2 separate regions of the Pan troglodytes genome follow, and region 2 is linked to region 1. Evidence: chromatin contacts called from public Hi-C data. All regions are on one chromosome and are shown on one strand. Each heading gives the region's core, a stretch centred on a gene start, on an enhancer-like site or on the middle of the called end of the contact. The rest is flanking DNA. Distances are from core to core; before and after follow the strand shown.

What was found. A called contact is a pair of places that touch in the nucleus more often than the background predicts.
Region 2: a Hi-C map of a lymphoblastoid cell line shows a contact between it and region 1, with 3 times the contacts expected there. The contact joins the promoter of PRIMPOL here to the enhancer-like site in region 1. A contact is called at or near these places in 2 of 7 Hi-C or Micro-C datasets (a lymphoblastoid cell line and stem cell-derived neural progenitor cells) and 1 of 1 datasets of contacts at active chromatin or transcription factors (stem cell-derived excitatory neurons).

The regions. Positions count from the first base shown.
Region 1 is chr3:185,907,540-185,911,380 of NHGRI_mPanTro3-v2.0_pri, forward strand. The region is part of intron 1 of ENPP6 (ectonucleotide pyrophosphatase/phosphodiesterase 6); the gene reads right to left. Among named protein-coding and RNA genes, the nearest start is that of ENPP6, 7.5 kb to the right of the region's middle. Within about 2 kb of position 1,617, at least 9 of the 24 cell types and tissues checked have an H3K27ac peak or open chromatin away from gene starts, as enhancers often do. A contact at or near this core is called in a lymphoblastoid cell line, where this site is marked.
Region 2 is chr3:186,289,582-186,293,172 of NHGRI_mPanTro3-v2.0_pri, forward strand. PRIMPOL (primase and DNA directed polymerase) reads left to right here and starts at 1,617. Exons shown (of 14, transcript XM_063809227.1): 1 at 1,617-1,912. It also overlaps a transcript of CASP3 not described here.

The DNA of each region.
Region 1 (3,841 bases), core at 367-2,866:
ATTATGAAGGCCTGGCCCAGTGGCTCACACCTGTAATCCCAGCACTTTGGGAAGCCAAGGCAGGTGGATCACTTGAGGTCAGGAGTTCGAGACCAGCCTGGCCAACATGGTGAAATGCCGTCTCTACTAAAAATATAAAAATTAGCTGGGCGCGGTGGCACATGCCTGTAATCATAGCTATTTGGGAGGCTGAGCACAAGAATCACTTGAACCCAGGAGGTGGAGGTTGCAGTGAGCCGAGATCACACCACTGCACTCCAGCCTGGGCAACAGAACGAGACTCTGTCTCAAAAAAAAAAAAAAAAAAAAGAGAACCCATTATGAGGCACGCACTGGGCTGGGGTGGAGAATCCAGACATGGGTAGAATGGACAAGATGCCGCCTTTGAGGCAGCTTACACTTTGGTGAGGTTCACAGACGATGCACTAATAAATAATCCATAATGATAATTGCTATTAATGAATCAAACCAGGGGCTGATTGGGGGCAGGTAGTACCTACTCAGATAAAATAGGCAGGAAAGGCTTCTGTAGTATTTCATCTGAGCCAGATATGGAAAGCAAGTCATGTATATTCCTGGCAGAGGAAGCAAATTGCTTTAAGGTGAGAAAGAGCTCCACATGCCTGAAGAACTGAAAAAAGACCCATGTGCCTGGTAAATGGCACAGCTGAATTTGGGGACATAGGCAGTGTCAGCTCATGCAGAAGCTTCACAGCTGGGAAAAGTGCTTTGAATTCTTAGTACAAAAGAAAGCCACTGAGAGTGTGAGTGTGTGTGTATTCAGTATGTATATGTGTGTGTGTATGCACATGTGTACATCTGTACACACATACACATGCACACAGTTGGCCCTTGAACAGGTGCCAACCCCCACCCGGCAGTTGAAAATTCACCCATAATTTCTGACTTCCCTAAATGTAACTTGTTGACCAAAAGCCTCAGGTACTATTGAGCCTCTGTTGATTGAAAGCCTTACTGATAACATAAACAGTTGATGAACTCATAGTTTGTGTGTTATATGCATTATATGCTGTATTCTTACAACAAAGTAAGCCAAAGAAAAAGAAATGTTATGGAGAAAATTTAAGGAGGAGGAGGAGGAGAAGGAGGGCTGGGTCTTGGGGTCTCGGGGGTGGTAGAGGCAGAAGAATATCCATGTGTAGGTGGACCTGCGTAGTTCAAACCCATGTTGTTTGAGGGTCAGCTGTACATACACATGTTTAAATGTCTGCATAAACATCAATAACTCCAGCTACAGCATAGAGAACAGACTAGGAGGAGCAATGGGGGGGGGGGGGAGCAAAAAGAAGGGTGAGATGGTGGCCCCGTGAACTGAAGTGATGGCAGTAAAGATGGAGACAAAATGACCTTGAGAGAAATATTCTAGAGGTTGAAGCAACCTCAGCCGTGGATGGACGAGAGGAAGGCATAAGGAGCAGCAAGGCATCGGGCGTGATTTGGGTTTCTGGCTTGAGCGGCATGGCAGAGGACCACGAAAGATGGTCAGAGAGGCTCACGATGCCATAGCGAAACCGAAACCTCATTACAGGCAGCGAAGGCAGAACTGCAGGCGCAGAAAACAGAACTGCGATGCCGAGGGCAAACCAGAGAGTCCCCAGCACACCGGGAAACAGGAACAGAGATGACGGTGGTGAGAAAGAAGGCGGCAGAGAACGCAGAGCTGCCTTGTGAACCAGATTGGCATTTCTGAAAAAGAAACCAGAGTAACTGAAGAAAAACAACAGTCAGAAATTTACATGCAGTTCCCAGAAATGAGCACCTGCGTCTGAAAGTGTCCACCCTTTGCCAAGGAAAATTAGAATCCAAAGTATGACTATTTCCTCCAGAAACGCTTGAATTTCCTAAATGAATAATCAAAAAACAATTTTAACGTACTTGTAGAGAAAAATGCAAAGTCAGTGTGGCAATTACCAGGAGACAGTGGAACTGTGTCTGTATTTTGAAGCTTAACAAGTATGACTCATGAATTCTACAGCAAGCCGATCTTGTTATTCATGTGAGCAAGCAACAAAAAGATATTGTCACATCTACAAGAACTAAGAAAATGTACCATCTACATGTCCTTACCCAACTCTATCTAACAAGGGTGACTCCAGAACAAAGTTATGACATAAAAGGAGTCAGTAAGAATATCTTAGATTTAGTTATAGAAGTAAGTCAAAAAAGTTTTCTAAAGAGACTTTAAGCAAATGAAATGTAAATAATACCAAAAAAAAGTTATACAGTGTAAAAATATACTACTAATAAAAATTGTATCAAAAATCTGGAATACCTACAAAATTGGAAATATGAATGAAAAATTTTGATAGTAAGTGAAGATACTTGGTTTGTTTTGCATAACTGCGTAATTGCTATGGAGTAAATGAGTGGGGTGATGGTTTGAGAACAGCAGGGGGACCTACTTAAATAAAAAAGGTCTGAGAAGGTCTCTCTAAATAACTGCATGTTCCTGACTGTTTTGCAAGTGGAGCTGAGGTTCTCTGAAAGAAGGATAAAACATTTACACATTACTCCAAAAGTATTTAATTAGGTCCAGTACTGACGCAGTTGGACTGGATCGCATACCAATATTGATCCGAGAATTAAAAGCGGGTTATCCCTTTATTCAGCTTTAGGTGATATACAGGTAGCCGCAGAAGATAGAACAGGCAGCTCCTATGTCTCATAGTAAAATAGGGGAATGTTTAGTGACTATTTACAAAACTGTTAGCATATAACTCAAGCTAAGTTGATACTTACTCTGTTTCTTGTTCTCACAAAGCTGAACAAAATATCTGCCTACAAAGCAGGGCAAAGAGCTTTCCTGTATGTTGAAAAGTTTGTTTTCATAATTTCAAGGGCAGCTGGCCTATAGCCATTACACCAGGAGTATTTATTATAAGGAATTACATTAGTTAAAATTTTTTGTTGTAGAATGTTGTTTGTTCACCTAAACCCACTAACAATGGTAAGTGCAATATCCGCTTAGGTATGGAGTTGGGGAACTTTGTCTATAAAGGGTCAGATAATAAATATTTTTGGCATTGACACTGCCACTGTAGCATGGAAGCAATCATAGGAAATACACAAATGAGTGGGCATGTCTGTATTCTCTGTTATTTTCAAAACAGGTGGCAGGCTGGGTTTGGCCAGTGCGCCACAGTTTGCCAACCACTGATTTAGTTGATTCTTCCGAACCAGTCCCCTCAGTTTGTGAATTTATTTCTCTAGTGACCATGCCCCCTTCCCTGCCTTGGCCACTCTCACGCTCATATCCTGAGCTGTGATCAAACCATTATCAATAACTGCCACCCCCGACAACCTCAATTATATCTGCCCACTCTGGGGCCTCCACTCTTTATCTTTTTCATTCACTCCCTCTAGAACCCAGACTCACATAGTCCTTTGACCCTGTGAGGTCCTTCAATACACAGCTCCTGCCATCTCTACACTGTCCTCCACCTACCTGATGCCCTCTGCCCTCTGTCCTCTCCCACAGCTCTTAACCCCATGGGAATTCACTGTAACCTCGCCCCCCACCCGTACACCATCAACTCCCTTGCCCCCTGGCTTTGTCACACTCTAGACAAAACCACAACCCTCACTAAAGCCAACTCTCCACATACCCTGCAGCTGAATGGGACTGGAGGAAATCCCCAAGCCCTGTTGGCAGGCCACCCCTTAATTCATCATCATAAATCTCAGATGGGCACTTTTTGTACCCCTTCCCTAATCCAGTCACCCTCCCACTCTGATTTCACACCTTCTCTCTCTACAAACCACCAGCATCTCCACGAGCACAAAGCCCAGCCCCTGACAAGGGTTATCATTTCACCATCAA
Region 2 (3,591 bases), core at 367-2,866, 380 kb after region 1:
AGGTGTTGCAGGCAGACACTAGGTATGAAGGTCAGCATTGCCGTGCAGAAATCGAATTGGTGCTAAAGATAAGGAGGGGTGGGGGCACTCAGGACCCAACACACGCAGGGGTTTGTTAGCCATATTAAGTGCTGGGTTTAACCTAAGGGCAAAGGACGAGCTTTCTAGACTTACATTTCATAAAGATCCCTCTGCCTGTGCTGTAAAAAGTGGACTGCAAAGGAGCAGGCGGGTCTGGAAGTGGAGAGACCAGGGAAGAGGCTGCTGTGGTCAGACGGCTGAAATCAGAGATGGAGAGACGCGGACAGATCTGGCAGACATTTACAAGGTCGACAAGGCTTGGTGACTAAGCAGGAAAAGAAGTGGGTGGGCGAGAGGGGGCTGCGAACGATGTTTTCCGGTTTCCTGCTTGGGTGCCACTTACTGAGAATGGGGGAAAGACGCAGGTGCAGGGCACACCCACCGAAAACCAGAGCGCCGAGTGTGAGCAGGGCTCGCTAACTCCTCACGGCCTGGGATTTCAAGGCGACGCCAACCAGCTGTGGCCACGGATACACAGCCACAGGTACGAGCTGCGAGCACTCACGAAACTCTGCAGGGCCGAAAAGGAATTGGAGTTTAAACCCTGCAACTAGCTCTCTGGAAGAGCTAAACCACATTGTCAACCCGGGATAATCCAGGCCCCAGGCATGGAAGGCAGCAGAGACGGAAGCCTCGTCCAAAATTGGAAGGATCAGCCCCCAGGGCGAGTATCTCACAGTCAGCACCCGGCCGCCCCAGCCCTCGCAGCACCGCTTCCCGGGGACACTCCTCCGCCGGCGGTAGCGCCGTCCGTTTCCCAGCTTGCCGCTGCCTTCCGCCGCCTGACCCGGCCTTCCGGCACTCGGCCGGCCGCCAGGTCTCCCGCCCTCGGAGCTCGGTGCCCCGTGCCCGACCTCCCGGCCCCGGGCTCGGTTCCCCTGGCCAGGCCTCCCGCTGCCTGGCCTCCCCGGCCCGGGGCTTGGTTCCCCCGGCCCGGCCTCGCGCTGCCCGGCCTCCCCGGTCCCAGCCCAGCCTCCCGCCCCCGGGCCAGGTCTCCCCTCCGATGACCTGAGGCCTTTCCTTAGGTTACTCCCAGGTCCCTCTCCCTAAATCAAAAGCCTTAACCCGCTGCCTGGCTTCCCCGGCCCCGGCCCAGGCTCCCGCCTCCGGGCCAAGTCTCTCGCTCCGCGGGCTTCACTGCTCGCCCCCGCCCGGGTGAGGTGGCAAAACAAACACTCCGCCGCCCAGACCGGGCAGGTCCCCGGGCGGGCGCCGGGCCTGGGAGGACGCCGGGAGCGGGGGCCGGGCTGACGGCCCGGAGCGAGGGCGGCAGTCACCGCACAGCCTCCTCATACCTTCCACAACCGCCTCACAATAGCAGCCATCCGCTAGGACCCGCGTCTGCACTGCTTCCGCGGCTCGCCGCCGGGAGATGTGCTCCAGCGCCAGCCCCGCCTCCCGCCCGCCTCCCGCCCGCCTCCCGCCCGCCCCTGTCGGCCCCTCGCGCCTCCTCCGCTGGGGCCCGTCCCCTAGCTCCCGCCCGCCCGAGAACCCAGCCCCAGGCTGGGCCCCGGGAGGCGCCCGCCCACTGCAGCAGGCCCCGCCCCCGCGCTCCGCGTCCTCACGCCCTGGTCCCGCCCCCGCGTCCCGCGCCAGTCCTCACGCTTTGGTCCCGCCCTGAGGCTCGGCCCGGCTCCCCCGCCCCGGATTTGAAATCTAGGTGTTCCTGAGAGGCCGCGGGCTTCCGTTCCCAGCGCGGGATTCTGGAGGGAAATTGAGGGAGACTTGGAAACCGCGCCAGGCCCAACGGGTACCTAGAAGGGAGACAAAGCCAGGCCTGCTGCCCAGTTTGAGCTCTGGGAAGAAGAGGAGCAGGCCGGGACGCCCACCGGTAATTTCTGTCTCCTCTGCGATGACCTGAGGCCTTTCTTTGGGTTACCCTCAGGTCTCTCTCCCTAAATCAAAAGCCTTAACCTCCTGTCACCAGGGTGCCAGGCTAGAAATAACCAGGTCCACGCATGCTGTGTTTTCCACCATGTCAGGCTGCTATGGACGCTCTTTCGATCACAGAAGCCACGAGCTGCGTGGAGTTCCCAAGGAGGCAATTCTCAGCACTTGCTGGTCACTGGGTAGTCAGAGCCTGGACACCCAGGCTCAGGCCGCTCCACGCATCATAGTAGTGTACTTAATCCACATATAAATGTTACAAGTTAAGCATCCCACAACAAAGTAGCATTTAACATCATGAGGAAAAAGAGATGGGACAAAGAGATTAACGAACCAATCCAGAGGGAGTGAAGAAGAGGAAAAGAAGCCTGGTTGGGGCCGAGAGGTCCTTCTGCAAAGACGGCGTCAGTTAAGCCGGCTGTTGGGAGCTGCCCAAGGCCTCATCTTTTATAGTCAGAGTCCTGTGGTGAGAACTGGTAATGGAAGAGAGTGCTTGTTTGTGTCCTTACCTGGTTGGATGCGGACTATTTTTTTATTTGTTTCTTAAAGTATAGTATGCTTGTTGGCAAATGCCTTATGAAATATAAAAATGGGGTCTTCTCCTAAGATGGAGTTATTAATGGTTACGTCAAGGGTGTGCCATACACTGCCCTACTGATCCCCTTCCTATTTTGGGTCATGAACTCATTTCAGACCCTGAAGCAAACTGTGAATCGTTTTCGCAGAAGAATTCACCAACACATGTGAGCACGACATTCTGCATCAGATTTCAAAAAGTTCTTGACATTCAGAAGTCAGATCAGGGACCCCATGGCGGAGCCTGTTTCTAACACTTGCGCCTATTCGACTATAGGGACTATATTCTGCACAGAAATATACTTAGTTTTATATATGGTTACCCCTTGCTGAGTTTATTGCATGCTTTTACATTTTCATAATACATTTGTTTGTTTCATCCTTTCAACAATCCCTCGGGATAGGAATTCCAATTTAAAGAGGATAAGGTTTAAAGAGGTTAAGGCCGAGTTTAAAGAGGTTAAGTCCCGGCGCGGTGGCTCATGCCTGTAATCCCAGGACTTTGGGAGGCCGAGGCAGGTGGATCACGAGGTCAGGAGTTCGAGACCAGCCTGGCCAAGATGGTGAAACCCTGTCTTTACTAAAAATACAAAAAAAATTAGCCGGATGCAGTGGTGGGCGCCTGTAATCCCAGCTACTTGAGAGGCTGAGGCAGGAGAATCGCTTGAACCCGGGAGGCAGAGGTTGCAGTGAGCCGAGATTGCGCCACTGCACTCTAGCGTGGGCAACAGAGCAAGACTCTGTCTCAAAAAAAAGAAAAAAAAGGGGTTAAGTAGTTTGCTGTTGCTAAAAAGACAGTCACAGGAGTTAAACTCAGATCCCACAAATAAGACTTAGGCCTTTCTTTATCCCTCCTGAATTGAGTGAACACCAATGTTTGACAGTCCTTTTTCTGCCTCAATAAAACTGAGAAATAGGACCCACTCCCAACCTTAACAGTGGCTCTGCAGAGCAGTAATTTGCAAAGAGGGGACTAGTGTGGTTGAACTAGTCCTTATCCTATTGTGATGCCCAAACCCCTTCCTGTACTAAACTTTCTTGCCAAAT